5 separate regions of the Mus musculus genome follow, and regions 2, 3, 4 and 5 are each linked to region 1. A link is a contact called in public ChIA-PET and promoter capture Hi-C data. All regions are on one chromosome and are shown on one strand. Each heading gives the region's core, a stretch centred on a gene start, on an enhancer-like site or on the middle of the called end of the contact. The rest is flanking DNA. Distances are from core to core; before and after follow the strand shown. Region 1 overlaps Prex1 (phosphatidylinositol-3,4,5-trisphosphate-dependent Rac exchange factor 1). Region 2 has its middle 18 kb from the start of B4galt5. Region 3 holds the start of Zmynd8 (zinc finger, MYND-type containing 8). Region 4 has its middle 27 kb from the start of Platr29. Region 5 overlaps Ncoa3 (nuclear receptor coactivator 3).

Region 1 (2,697 bases), core at 112-2,611:
TGATTGGTGCTTGTATGCTCTCTATTCTAACTTCTCTAAGTGTTTCTTCCTGGTGGTCCCCAATTTTTCTTAGCTTTCTGGCCTCTGTCTTCTATGATACCCACCAGGCAAAGTGTTTTTTGTCTGTTTCCTGGTATATTGACTCTCCCTTTAAAGACAGTCAGATGGCACCCACAGAACGAATTAATGAATGAGGGAGGGAACAAATGAATGTCTTCGTTTCCTTTTCTGTCAATGGAATGAAACATCTGACAAAATCATCATAAGGGAGGATGGTTTTATTGCAGTTCTTTCAGGTCCGGTCCATCAGGAAAGAGAGGGGTGTAGCTGGTCTCTGTGTCTGTAGTCAGGGAGCAGACAGGAGTGGATGCTGGTGTTCAGCTGCCGTTCTTCTCTTTGTTCAGTCTGGAAGCCCAGCCTTTGGGATTTTACCACCCATGTTCAAGGCCAGCCTACCCTGTTAAACCTCTCTGGAAGCGCCCTCATTGACACTCAGGGATTTATCTTCTATGTGACCCCAGATCTAGTTAGTTCTCTGGGAAGACTGACACTCGTGTGAATGAGCCAGCAAGTGTTAGCTTTGCTCATCCTCCCTTTGGCACACTGGTTTGGCGTGACTCTACCTCTGCCCGAGTCTATGCCCCTGCACTGATCACCCTCTGTTCTGCCCCTTCCCACACTAGGAGTTGGCCAAGAGGACCCCCGGCAAGCACCCTGACCACACCGCGGTACAGAGTGCCCTGCAGGCCATGAAGACTGTCTGCTCCAACATCAATGAGACTAAGAGGCAGATGGAGAAGCTGGAGGCCCTGGAGCAGCTGCAGTCTCACATTGAAGGCTGGGAGGTGCGTGGTCAGGGTCCTCTGCTGAGGGGGCTGGGCCCCCAGTTGGAGCTGTAGATCACGGGCTCGCTCCTCAGTTTGGCCTGCCTCGTGTGGTTGCTTACAAGTGACTTAGTTGACTCAATGAAACATAAAATCCCAGATTTTACATTTCGGTAGAAAACTTGGTAACACTGCTGTGTCTCCCAGTAGCTGTCACTGAGACGCCTGTTTCCTTAGCCTCTGTCACTGCAGGCCATGCCAACTCCCCTCAGTAACTGTGTGTGGCCTCGCCTTCCTGACACCTACAAGCCTTTGTGCTTCTTGTGCCAGCACTGAGGGCAACATTTACATATCTATCAGTATTAGTTTATTTTCCTGTCACTGTGACAAAATGCCAGATGAAAACCACGGAAGGAAGAAAGAGTTTGTTGTGGCTGGCAGCTGGGGGTGCAGCCCACCGTGATGGAGAAGAGCAGTAGCTTCGCACAGCTGGTCCCAGCACACCCACAGGAAGCCGGCAGAGGCGAGATAGCTCTCTTCTCCTTTGTACTCAGATGATGATACCACCCACGTTTAAGGTGATCTTCCCTCCTCGGTAAACACAGTCTAGACACTTCCTCACAGCCAGAAGTCTAGAAGGTGATTCTAGGTCCTGACAGGTTGACAGAATCAAGCTTTCACACACACAGTGTATGTAACTGACTTTTCTTTATCACACTTACGTGTGTGTGTGTGTGTGTGTGTGTGTGTGCATTCATGTGTGTGAGCCCAGTGTGCCACAGCATGTATGTAGAAGTCAGAGGACAACTGGTAAGAGTCAGCGCTTTTCTTCCACTGGGTGGGACCTAGGCGTTGAACTCACATCATCCGGTTTGGCAGCAAGCCCCTTCACCCACTGAGCCATCTCCTCAGCCTGTAACCAACGCACTTTCCTGACCCTTGCCTCCTACACTATTGGAAGTTTCTTGTCTCTAGAAAGCTGACAGACAGGAAATGCAACCGGTAGGAAAGGCCAGCTCCACTGGAGTGAGAGGTTAGGAGCTGAGATGAAAGATTCTGGGGACAGACGTTGCTGTCTGACACCCCCAGCCCAAGCCCCGCCCCCAACCCTACCGGGACCTGGGTGTTCCTGGATTTAATATTCCTTTCTTGTACTGGCGCCCCCCCCCCCATGGAAGGTCCAGCTGCAGAGAAGACTGGGGCTTTGTTCAGAGACTAGGGGGTGACATGTCCCCTGAACTCTCCCTCACTGGCCATCTTCCCAAGGGGAGCCCTCTAGCTCCCAGAGTCCCTTGCAGATGGACTTTGGAAGGGGCATTGAGGTTTGGCCTCGATCAAGTGGATGGTGGGAGAGATAAGGTTCCCCCTTGTGAGACGGGCTGCCACAGGAGGGCCTGGCTTTCTGTGGCTTTAGCAGTACAGCCCTCCCCCTTTCCATCCAGCTTCCCGAGCTTCTAGCTTCCTCCCTCCAGCTTCTGTTAACTGGCCTGAGTAGGTAGGGTGGTGTGTTCATCAGGCAAGGTGGCTGGTAAGGCAGCCAACCTGGCATCTGGCTCCTTTGACTGTAGGGGCCACTTGTGGCTTTACCCAAAGCAAGTGCCACATGGTCTGCCTTCCAACTGTGTCACAGGCCTCTGTCCTCAGCTCCTTGCAGTCTCTAGACACACTCTGGCACATCCTGGTTGCCATGGGGCTGAGGGGGTGACTCCGAGGAGCTCACAATGCAGTATAGACCAGGATGTGTGACCAGCCAGGCTGGGTGGGTGACTTTGCACCAACAGGGCTCTTTCCTTCCTGTGCCTTGGACATGTCTGTCACCAGCGCCCTTCCTTAACCCCCGATGGCTATCTTGCATCTCTGGAAAGAGATAAAG
Region 2 (2,697 bases), core at 60-2,559, 750 kb before region 1:
TGATCCTCCTGCCTAACACTTCCTGGGTGCTGGGATCACAGACATGCACCACCAAGCGCATTATGGGGTGCTAGGACCAAGTCCGGAACTTTCTACAGGCTAGGCAAGCAAGCCGCTAATTTCTTGATAAAGGGAAGTCAAACACACACACACACACACACACACACACACACACACACACACACACACACACACACGCCGGCCAGAGAGAGGAAGTCCCAGTTCCTGCCCGCATCTCACGCTGACTTGCTGTGCCCAGGAGTAGCATCACCTTGGGGCCTCCCCACTTCTCTACCTCTCATTGGCTCAGAGACTCAACGGCCCTCCCCTCCCCGGGGCTTGAATGTTCCTGTGAATCTCTTCATGTGCCCCGGAAACCCACAGAGCTTCTTCCAATCTGTTAAAGGAAGGATTCTGCAAGGACTAGGATCGAGGCACTTCTATGACCAGCCAGCAGAGATTCCATGCTCAGTATGTGGCCTAGGCTAAAGCACACCAAGTTACACTCAGACATTTTGGGCTAACCTCTGGTGTTTAGTGAGCACTCACTATAGCCTGGAGCCCCTTTGCTCAGATGTCCGCTTTGTAGTCCTCATCAGAGGTCAGAACAGTTAGAACCTCTCCAGGTGAAATCTCGAAGTTGCCAACAGGGTCCAGGAAACCCTGGGTCTTAACTGCTGTGTCTGAGCATCTGCTGTAAAAGTAAAGATGGCGCGTGGAGCAGAAGAAATCAAGGCTCTGCCGATCGCGAGGGGGGTTGACAGAGGCTGTGTGGGCCTCTTCTGCCTCTACCGGCCTCCCAGGAAATGGGAGAGGATTTCAATCAGACAGCGGACGGGCTGGTCCACGTGCGTCCCCCACCCCACCCCCGCTACCCCCACCACGTGGAGAAGTTCAAGTGGTCGGACCTGGTTCTTCCCTCTGCCTTCACACTGCTGTCTTCTTTGGAGTCCTGTGTCGTCAGTCCACCATATCCCTCGGCCCCACCCCCTCTTGGAGAGAAACTTCTGCCAGGGCGCACCTGTAGGGTGAGTGCGTGGGTGTGAGAGGTGGACGAGGAAGGGAGGTTTCTAGAGGAAATATTTCACAGAGAGAGAGAGAGAGAGAGAGAGAGAGAGAGAGAGAGAGAGAGAGAGAGAGAGAGAGAGAGAATGTGCGTGTGTGTGTGTGTGTGTGTGTGTGTGTGTGTGTGTGTGTGTGTGTGTGTGTGTAAGCACTACTCCTTTAGTGACCTAAAGGAAACCAGCGTGTGGTTATGCTGATAATGCCCAGCAGCGAAACCTCAGAGGATTGAATGGCAAGCCCTGGTTGGTTCCTGCAGACCCAGGCAGGATGCCTGAGTTCTCTCTTGAGGGCAATGGGGCACTATGGGAGAGTTTGGAGGGAAACGTGCGAATGCAATTTCCTGACATCCGATTTTGCTGTAATAAACACCGGCTTGATTGCCATGGCCTGTCCAGCCTGCTTTCTTCTATTTGTCTTTCTCTCTCTCTTACTTTCTTTCAGTTTTATTTCTTTTCTTTTCTTTCTTTCTTTCTTTCTTTCTTTCTTTTTTTTTTTTTTTTTTTTTGAGCCAGGGACACACTAGGCAAGTACCCCACCAGCTGAGCCACACCCCCAAGCCCAGGATTTGGATTTTATTCTGAATAAAGCTGAAGAGGAGTCACGGGGGTGAGGGGGTGGGGATGGGGGTGGGAGTGGGGGGGGGGGCCAGCACACTGAAGTCTTAGCAATCAGGGTAGGAGGCTGAGGCCCAGGGACTGTCTTCCCAGACAAGCAACGGCCATCTTAGACATCTTAGACAGCCCAGCTGTGCCTGCTTGCAAAGGATGTCCCATCTGGGCTGGTTGGCAGTTTGTGTCCTCTCATGGAAGTTTAGGAAGGGTCATGACAGCCACACTTAAAGTTCCCAGCCACTCCCTGCTACCTGCTGACAGCTCTGGACTAATTGCACATGGCCTCTCTGAAGGGCTGGAGTATATAGCCACAGAAGATGAAAGCTTAGGCCCACTGGGTTTAGGTGTGGCCTATTGTGTTTTTTTTTTTTCTTTTAAGGATTTATTTATTTTACTTATATGAATACACTGTAGCTGTCTTCAGACACACCGGAAGAGGGCTTCAGATCCCATTACAGATGGTTATGAGCCACCATGTGATTGCTAGGAATTGAACTCAGGACCTCTGGAAGAGCAGTCAGTGCTCTCAACAACTGAGCCATCTCTCTAGCCCTCACTTAAGCTCTTTAAGGAACCCCAATAATCACATTGGTCCCAGGGTGAACTTGGTGGCATTGTGCCTCGCTTTGCTGCTAGGACCTTAGGAGAAGAAGCCAGTGTTGACTCTCCCCCCCTGGGAAGGGATTTAAACAAGCCTGACGGAACTAATTACACCCCCTGATTCTAGCGCTGCAGAGGCACAGAGAGGACGATCCTTGGGGCTCACCAGCCTAATCAGGGAGCCTCAAATCCCAGTGAGACCAGAGAGAGAGACCCTGCCTCAAAATCAATAAATTAATTAAAAAAGCACATCTGCATTAAACCCTCCTCACAGAAATGTGTTGTGCACATGACTGCAAGGGTCACTGAGTAGACTGAGGGAGTATGCATGGTGAGCTTGCTGCTGTGCCTGGCACGGTAAGTATTAGCCCAATCCGTAGTAGGTGTCGTTGTTGCTATTTTACTGTCCTTTTTATTTATT
Region 3 (2,697 bases), core at 123-2,622, 740 kb after region 1:
TAGTTAATATTTTACTGGGGAGCAGAGCCAGAGATGGGGGGAGTAGGGGGACTGCCAATGTGAGGCTGTGTGTGTGAAATTGCCCTTCCATCTGCCTTAGGGGACGAAAAGAAGCAGTTCTCTGTGGAAATAAATTGAAGCAAGAAGCCTTACGAAGCCCAGGGGATTTGTCTGCCCACCAAACAGGGCCCAGTTTCCCCCCAGAACACACATACAGGGGCGATTGTGGCAGAAAGGGCCAACCTGTGGGTGTGTAGGCCTGACTATAATGGACGGGCTTGTTTCCTGGCCCGGTTTGACATCTTTCTCTGTCCCTCTGGATTTAAATGGCTTCTCTGACTGAGAGGCACTGCCTGTATGCCCTGGATTCACAAGGTCCACGCCTCCTTGGGAAGCAGAAGCGAGACAGCAGCTAGCTAGCTCCCTCTCTCTCTCTCTCTGCATCTGCCCGGAGAGCTGCAGCTGGTATTTTTCCACAGGCCCTTTTCTACAATCTCAGGGCCTAGTTTTTCCCAGCGAGGCCCAGAGTCCCAGAGAGGGTTAACAGGCAGGAAGCTGAAGGCATCACAGACTAAGACGGAAGTCAGATTTTTGTTTAACTGACAGGTTTAGCAGGCCTCATCGGTGGGGGGAGGGAGCAGAGGGAGGGAAGACTTAAATGGAGGCATGTGGCCTGCTAGCAACGCATTTGGCTTTTCTTAGGGTAAGCCTGGAGAGGGTATCTCCCTTGCCATCCTGACAGAGCCCTTTTTGGTTTGTCTTTGAGGATCGGCTGAGGGGTGGCGGTGAGAGGTTAGAGGTCTCCCAGTTTTGCAAATGGCTCTGTGGGCCTGCCTTTTTTCCAAGAGCCACTTTGACCATGACTAGGCAAACTTGATCGCTCCACCTCACAGCAAGCTGCACCTCTCAGCTCCCTGGAACCTGGGTGCCCCTTGCTGATTTGTTGGGGCTCCCTCGGGCTGCCTGTCTCACTCCCCGCGCGCGCCCCCCCCCCCCGCCCCCCTCAGAGGCCTGCGTCTGGCCTTGTCCCTATTGCTTCTGCCTCCCTGGGGCTCTCTCCACCCCTAAGCTCGACTTTGTCCTTTGAGACCCACTCAAGCTGGCTTGTTCTATAAAACGGCCTGCTCGCCTTCTTAGAGAAGGACTTGTGTGTGGGGGCAGGCGTGGATGGGTCAGCCAGCCCACCCCAAAAGGGCCCTTCCCAGTGGCGCGCTGGCTTCAGGCTTTGCTGGAGCAGGTCAGGCTGGCTGCACGGGTTTGCCTGGCCTGGGGGATCGAGCCAGGGGGTGGGAGAAGTGCTTGTGGAGGCCCCTGTCCCAAGTTTTCCCTCCTGCAGAAGGCCTAGCTTAGCCTGTCTTTTTCTATGCACAGGATGGCTCTTGCTCACCCGAGCCTCACAAAGATAATCGCTCAGGAAGTGTTTCAGCCAATCGGCGGCGGCTTTACACTCCGATTGGCCGGGGCAGCCAATCGGGGATGAGCTTTTATTAGGCGGCCAGATCATCAGCCGAAGTGCCAAACCCTTTTTCTGTGAGAACTAGGAGCCTGTCCTCCATGTTTTATAAGTATTGACATTACACAGTTAACAATGCATCCACAGAGGTAAGCTCGGCTTTTTAACCATCTTTTCCCCCCTCCCTCCGAGTCATCGAGTCGTGGACTAGCAGTGTGATTTCTCTGTAGCCTGGCTCTGCCACACTTCCCCCCCCAGAGCACTTAGGGTAACTTGGGACTGTTTAGAGAGATTTTTTTTTTCCTTTTTGGGTCACATGGCTAAGTAGCCATTAGCCATAGCTTGATTTTACAGACTGGTGAGGGCTTGGAATACCTTTATTTTGACCAGGACAAAGAATTTCTGGACTAGTTTGAAGCTAGATCCTGGTATGCCAAAAGAGAAGCTATTATCCCCCCTTCTTTTATTTTATTTTTCCCTCCCTTCCTCTCCCCCCTCTCCCTCTCTCTCTGAACAGTCCTCCCCCTGCACTGTCGGCCGCTGTGTGTCACATGCCTGCTGGGGGAAGAAAATGGAAGGTAAGCCAGAAGCCAGAAGGTCTTCTCCCAGCACAGTTCAGGACTGCCTGTGGCAGAGAGCAGAGCAAGCCAGCTTGCTTCTCCAGAGCGGTTCTGGGAAAGGCTGGGCTAAGTTCTGACAAGAGAGGATGCGTGTTTGCACCAGAAGTCAGGCCTGAACAAGAACAGTACTCAGGGACCCAGGCTGGTTCCTGGGCCTAGGTGGGTGGTGGCGTGTGGACTGTCATCTCTTCCTCTCCAGAGCTTCGCACTCGCAGCAACATTGTTCAGGGTTTTTTTTTCCTCCCCCCGACTTAGCTTGGTACAGAATGTTCTTCAAGTCAGCCTACAGCCAGCAAATGGTTCTGAAAGTGTTTCCTAGCCTCTGAGGGAGTTTTTGGAGTAGGCTTGGTGCCTGGGGGGTTGGGGGTGGGTGGGGTGGGAGTGGGGATGGGGAGAGATTTTGAATAACATCCTGAAGGGGGGAAAAAAAGAGATCTGTGAAGACTCTGACTCCTTTAGTTTTATACTTCTTGCATGATTTTTCCATGGGCTAATGTCTCTTTTATCCTTGTCTCCCTCCCCCCTTTTCAAACATTCTATCATCTTCTGTCTTCTGTGATACAGTGCAGGGGACATGGCTCATACATACCTGAGGCTCATGACAGCATCCCATATCCAGTTGCT
Region 4 (2,697 bases), core at 121-2,620, 670 kb after region 1:
ACAGAAATGAAGGTTTCTGCAGAACTGGGTTGCTTCGAACTCTCTGGGGAGAGGTACTCCAGCCCACCTCTGTCTCTGGGGTTTGCTAGAAATGCTGGGTGTATTGATTCCTCAACCTCACCCCACCCCCACCAGGGCTTTTCCTCTGTCTTCCCCAGGCCTCTCTCCTGTGTGTCTATGACTCTGAATTTTATCTTGATCTCACTTTGCAGCCCAAGCTACTTTTTAAAAAAATTATTTATTTATTCTATGTAAGTACACTGTAGCTGTCTTCACACACTACATAAGAGGGAGTCAGATCTTGCTACGGATGGCTGTGAGCCACCATATGGTTGCTGGGATTTGAACTCAGGACCTTCAGAAGCTTCTCTTTAATCCCAGCACTCGGGAGGCAGAGGCAGGCGGATTTCTGAGTTCGAGGCCAGCCTGGTCTACAGCGTGAGTTCCAGGACAGCCAGGGCTATACAGAGAAACCCTGTCTGGAAAAGCCAAAAATAAAAAAAAAAAAAAGAAAAGAAAGAAAGGAAGGAAGGAAGGAAGGAAGGGAGAGAGAGAGAGAGAGAGAGAGAGAGAGAGAGAGAGAGAGAGAGAGAGAGAGAGAGAGAGAGAAAGAAAGAAAGAAAAAGAAAAGTTAGAAGAAAGAGTCCCGAGAGTCAAGGAAGGCTCCGAGAAGGAGGCTTTGGTTTCCTGGCCTTCCTCTGTACATATGTGTACATATGTGTGGCTGTGCGTTTGTGCACATGTGTGCTTTCCTGTGCAAGGTCAGAAGGTGTCAGAAGTCCTGGAACTGGAGCTGGAGTGAGCCACCCAAAGGGCCCGTTGACTTCGAAGAGATTTGCCCATCTCTGCCTTCCCCACGGTATAATTACAGGCTTGAGTCACAGAACATGCTCAGGGCATGGCGGCAAAGGCAAGAGGGTCTGAGTCGAAGGCCTTCCTCAGCTCAGAATGGGGAGTTTAAGAGGAATCTAGGCTACAGGAGACTCTTTTCTCAAAACAAATGGAAGAAGACAGTTTTCTTTCTTCTCTCTTTCTCCAGTAGATTTTAAAATATTAGGCACTGGGCTAGGAAGATGGCTAAGTGTGTAAAGTTCTTGCTGCTGAACCTGGCGGGCTGAGTTCAGTCCCTAGGACCCACACTGTAGGAGAGAACTGACTTCCACGCGTTTTCCGAGCGCTCCATGAACACTGTAGTGTGTGCGTGCGAAAACACAAGCAGATAAATTAATAAAGTGTGAAAGAATAAGCGTTAAATATATACCACTCAGTGTGCAATCTAAACAGCTTATCTAAGCAGCTGCGCCCCGACCGCGCCTTCTTCTCCCCGTGCTCCACTTCCGCACCCCTCTAACTTTAACCCCGGTCACTGTCTCGGCGCCGGAAGATGAAGTAGCCATAAATAACTCTTCTGTGAATTCTTCCACAGGAAGTTCAGCCTGATCTGATCCTGCTTGTCAGCGATGAAGAGAAAACAAACTGCCAGGAGGCCCACCCCAGGGTTTCTCCGACGGAGAGGACTTGAGGAGGCCGTAACAGCTATGAGGACCCTTCAGTGTTACCGGAAAAATAAAACCGTGAAGGCTCGGAGGCTGAGCAGTGCTCCTGCCGGTTGGGAGAGAGATCCTGGTTTTGATACTAGAAAGCATAGTAAAATTGATAATTTGGTCTAGCAAAATGGCTCAGTGGTAAAGGTGCCCATTTACAACCCTGCTGGCCCAACCCGAGTTCGATCCCAGAGTCCCTAAAAGTGGAGCTCTGAGTTCTGTATGTATGTGTGTGTTCTCACTATGTAGCCCAGGCTGGCTTCAAACTTGCTATGTAGCAGAGGCTGACACAGCTCACAAAGTCTCTCTCTCTCCTCCTACCTCTACCTGTTGAGTCCTGGGCTTATAGTCAATCAGTTCTAGGTTTTGTACTGTGTTAGGAAGGAGGAAATAACAGAGGGAGACAAGCCAGGTGTTGTGGCGCACGCCTTTAATCCCAGCACTTGGGAGGCAGAGGCAGGTGGATTTCTGAGTTCAAGGCAAGCCTGGTCTACAGAGTGAGTTCTAGGACAGCCAGGGCTACACAGAGAAACCCTGTCTCGGAAAACAAACAAACAAACAAACAAACCAATAAACAAAAACCAGAGGGAGACAAACAGATGTTTCCCCAATCAACCTGTCATGGTGAAACCATGGCTCCCAAAACCAAGGAGTCCCGAAGACAAAGTCAACTGGTATTTAGTGGCTTGATGACTCTGTTAGTTAGCACTGTGCTAACTGGCCAGACTTTGTGACTCTAAATAAGTTACTAAACTTCTTGTGCCTCAGATTTCCCATCAGTAAGTGGGACAGTAATAATACTGTCTATATGACACATGATATGTTATACATAGCAAGCATCATATATGGAGTTCATATGTACATATGTAATAAAGCAGTAAATACACATGTGAAGTATCAGTGTGTACAGTGTATATACATGCAAATCATAAATCATACATCACAGGCCGGGCGTGGTGGCGCACGTCTTTAATCCCAGCACTCGGGAGGCAGAGGCAGGCGGATTTCTGAGTTCCAGGCCAGCCTGGTCTACAAAGTAAGGCCCAGGACAGCCAGGGCTATACAGAGAAACCCGGTCTCGAAAAACCAAAAAATCAATCAATCAATCAATCAATCAATCATACATCACATATAGTATCTAGGTGTGGTGGCT
Region 5 (2,697 bases), core at 102-2,601, 570 kb after region 1:
TGAGTCAGGAACATTAAGGATTCTGGTTAAGCCTGGTCTACAAAGCAAGTTCCAGGCCAATCTGGGCCCAGTGTCAACTTATATTTCACAAATAAATTATGTTTAATAAAAGACTATAGCACTTCAATCTTGAAACAATTCTGAATTTTATTTATACCAAGGTAATAAAAGCTAACCCAGTGATTTGGTAAGAACACTTCAAGTAATGAGCCCAGACTAGGCTAGAAGATTGGTTTTGACTTTCTGTATATGAGTGAGTGTTTGCCTACATGTATATATACATATGTATGTGTGTGTGTGTGTGTATATATATATAGCTAGCATGTGTATGCAGTGTCCCCACAAGCCACAAAAAGTCGCTGTCAATCCCCTGGAGCTAGAGTTAAGAGGCAGTCATGATCTACCATGTGGGCATGTTGGGAACAGAACTCATCCTCCTGTCCCCAGGCTCTTTTCCTAGGTAGCACTTCTGTCCACTGGATCGTTTCTCTTCCATTGTTAAGTCCAAGTTAGCCTAGACTATATTAACATGACTGTAGAACTACCCTACGTTCTTCTTAAAGCATAGGTGCAAAGCCAGATACACACTATACGACAGGTTGCCATTAAGTCACACAGCAGCCATTATTTACATACTGACGGCTGGAAAAATAATGTATCTTGGTTAAGTTTCGCACACTAAGACGATAAATACAAGTTATTTCTTTTTGAGCTTATAATGTCAGGGCTCTATTCAGCCTCATTTACTAACTAAGTGGTTAACTCGTGCGCGAACATGACAATCACTGGTCTAAAGAATCCAATGTTGCATCAGTATTGCAGCCAGCCAGCCTGCAGTTGTGCCACTAGGTGGCACAATTCCACCACAAAGGCCAGTTTAAAAATAAAAATAAAATGTAAAAAACCCCACATGATCAAACTTAAAATATGTAGGTCATGTTTGTTTTGAGACAGGGCCTCATTGCCCAGACTGGCCTGGAACCCATAGTTGTGGTTGGCCCTGAGCACCAATCCTCCTGCCTCTGCTTCATACTGAGCAACAAGTATTTGCCGTCCTATCTGTGGTCACACACACCTTTTGAACCCTCTACAGTGTCAGACTACAGCATCATGTAGACAGACAAAGTGTTAAACAGACAAGTGTGGTTCTAGCTGTGTTGTCAATCAGTTCAGAGATTATTTTTTTAACTGAGCAACATTGAGCGCTTACATACCTATCTTTACTTAACTTATTCCAGAAGTCTAACATTATCTTCTTGCCCTTGTGCTACATGGACTGCAAGTCCACGTGGAGAACCGTCAGTGAAGAGCAGTTCATGGTTTGATCTGTACTCCACAACAGGTCTGACTTTGCTGTGCAATACAGCATACAGCAGGAAATGAACATCAGTGGAGTGGTGCCAACTCAATGTAACTGAATACACAAAGACTGGCAGTGGCTCCCTCTAAAAACATTAAAATGCTGGTTACGGCTTACCGTTAACCAGCTTCCTTTTTGTTATCTCAGGGTTCTGACAGGAGAACATGCTTGCTAACTAGCCCGAAGCACAAGGACACATGGCCAAAAAGAAGAATTAGTGAGAGGCCTCAGAGGGCAGAGGCACTCTCTTGCCTCTTTCCTGGCAACCAGAGATCCATCCTGGGGCCCACAAGCTAGAAGGAAAGAACCATGTTTTCTGTACAATGTTTGTAGACTGAGACCTGTGTGCATGCACAGGCACACAAACGTTTAAAAAAAGATTAAACAAAAAATATCAATGCTGGTGTTCTGTTTGAGCAAGTTATTTTAAGGTCTAAGAAAAACCTTATTGTACCAAAATGAGAGGAGGTAGGCCATCCAAGGATAAGGCAGCAGAGACTGGTTAAGCCTTCCCCTTTTCCTAACTTAGTTAGTAACAGAGGGAGTGGATGAGACAGAGCAGAATGGCACTGAACTAACATACACTGGGTGGTTACACATGGTGACCCCCACCACACACATGTGATTAGTTCTGTTCTACAGATAGGGAAGTGGCTAAATAGCTTGCCTAGAATCATTACTAGATCCGGATGGAAGAGGCTATGACATATTCCATAACCAACCAAGCCATCACCAGAGCAAACGATTCATGACTCATTCCCTAAGTCAAACTCCCTCCACCCAGCTCACAAAGCTTCACAGCTTAATCAGGAACCACATAAAGTGCTGTAACATCTGCTGGTTAGGGGCATGAGGTAAGGGTCTGGGCAGGTAGGGGTTACCTCCACAGGCATTATGCCTCCTCCTACCCACCACTCCCCATGACACTGCCTGAACCATGCTCTGCCAGGCCTGATACCACCCTGTCTTCCACATGACTGTTTGTGTCTTCTCTAATTAATCTTTGTCTCAAAGAGGCACATTTTTCAAAGTACCTCTGGTTTCCTGCAAGTGACAATCAGACCTCAATCCTATCAAGGACTGTCCAGGCTGCACCACTGAAGAGCACGGCCTGACTTCACTGTACTACAAAAACATGTGCACATATAAACTGTCAGTGAGGGCCAGCACTGGATAAAGCTGGCCTTTCCAATTAGATGTGTTTACTTTCAAATAGATAACATTTCATTAGAAGTCTTTTTGTTTGTTTGTTTTTTCCCCCAAGACAGGGTTTCTCTGTGTAGCCCTGGCTGTCCTAGAATTCCCTCTGTAGACTGTAGACTAGGGTGGCCTTGAAC

What was found. Promoter capture Hi-C pulls out the DNA fragments that hold promoters and counts their contacts. ChIA-PET counts read pairs in DNA pulled down with a chosen protein or histone mark.
Region 2: a contact with region 1 is called in an RNA polymerase II ChIA-PET map of memory CD8 T cells, with 16 read pairs. The contact joins two enhancer-like sites. A contact is called at or near these places in 1 of 39 promoter capture datasets (pre-B cells) and 1 of 115 datasets of contacts at active chromatin or transcription factors (memory CD8 T cells).
Region 3: a promoter capture Hi-C map of pre-B cells shows a contact between it and region 1, with 5 times the contacts expected there. The contact joins the promoter of Zmynd8 here to the enhancer-like site in region 1. A contact is called at or near these places in 2 of 39 promoter capture datasets (the C10 cell line and pre-B cells), 2 of 115 datasets of contacts at active chromatin or transcription factors (large pre-B cells and memory CD8 T cells) and 1 of 9 other capture datasets (adipose tissue).
Region 4: a contact with region 1 is called in an RNA polymerase II ChIA-PET map of memory CD8 T cells, with 5 read pairs. The contact joins two enhancer-like sites.
Region 5: an RNA polymerase II ChIA-PET map of memory CD8 T cells shows a contact between it and region 1, with 8 read pairs. The contact joins two enhancer-like sites. A contact is called at or near these places in 2 of 115 datasets of contacts at active chromatin or transcription factors (memory CD8 T cells and microglia) and 1 of 9 other capture datasets (embryonic stem cells).

The regions. Positions count from the first base shown.
Region 1 is chr2:166,619,320-166,622,016 of GRCm38.p6, reverse strand. It overlaps Prex1 (phosphatidylinositol-3,4,5-trisphosphate-dependent Rac exchange factor 1), which reads left to right. Exons shown (of 40, transcript NM_177782.3): 6 at 684-845. Among named protein-coding and RNA genes, the nearest start is that of Gm29679, 56 kb to the right of the region's middle. Within about 2 kb of position 1,361, at least 84 of the 459 cell types and tissues checked have an H3K27ac peak or open chromatin away from gene starts, as enhancers often do. A contact at or near this core is called in memory CD8 T cells and pre-B cells, where this site is marked.
Region 2 is chr2:167,366,138-167,368,834 of GRCm38.p6, reverse strand. No RefSeq gene overlaps it. Among named protein-coding and RNA genes, the nearest start is that of B4galt5, 18 kb to the right of the region's middle. Within about 2 kb of position 1,309, at least 123 of the 459 cell types and tissues checked have an H3K27ac peak or open chromatin away from gene starts, as enhancers often do. A contact at or near this core is called in memory CD8 T cells and pre-B cells, where this site is marked.
Region 3 is chr2:165,883,513-165,886,209 of GRCm38.p6, reverse strand. It overlaps Zmynd8 (zinc finger, MYND-type containing 8), which reads left to right and starts at 1,372. Exons shown (of 23, transcript NM_001363020.1): 1 at 1,372-1,602. The coding sequence starts at 1,589. 1810021M19Rik (a long non-coding RNA gene) reads right to left here and starts at 481. Exons shown (of 3, transcript XR_866948.2): 1 at 1-481.
Region 4 is chr2:165,953,699-165,956,395 of GRCm38.p6, reverse strand. No RefSeq gene overlaps it. Among named protein-coding and RNA genes, the nearest start is that of Platr29, 27 kb to the left of the region's middle. Within about 2 kb of position 1,370, at least 133 of the 459 cell types and tissues checked have an H3K27ac peak or open chromatin away from gene starts, as enhancers often do. A contact at or near this core is called in memory CD8 T cells, where this site is marked.
Region 5 is chr2:166,044,560-166,047,256 of GRCm38.p6, reverse strand. All of the region lies in intron 2 of Ncoa3 (nuclear receptor coactivator 3), which reads right to left. Among named protein-coding and RNA genes, the nearest start is that of Ncoa3, 53 kb to the right of the region's middle. Within about 2 kb of position 1,351, at least 140 of the 459 cell types and tissues checked have an H3K27ac peak or open chromatin away from gene starts, as enhancers often do. A contact at or near this core is called in memory CD8 T cells, where this site is marked.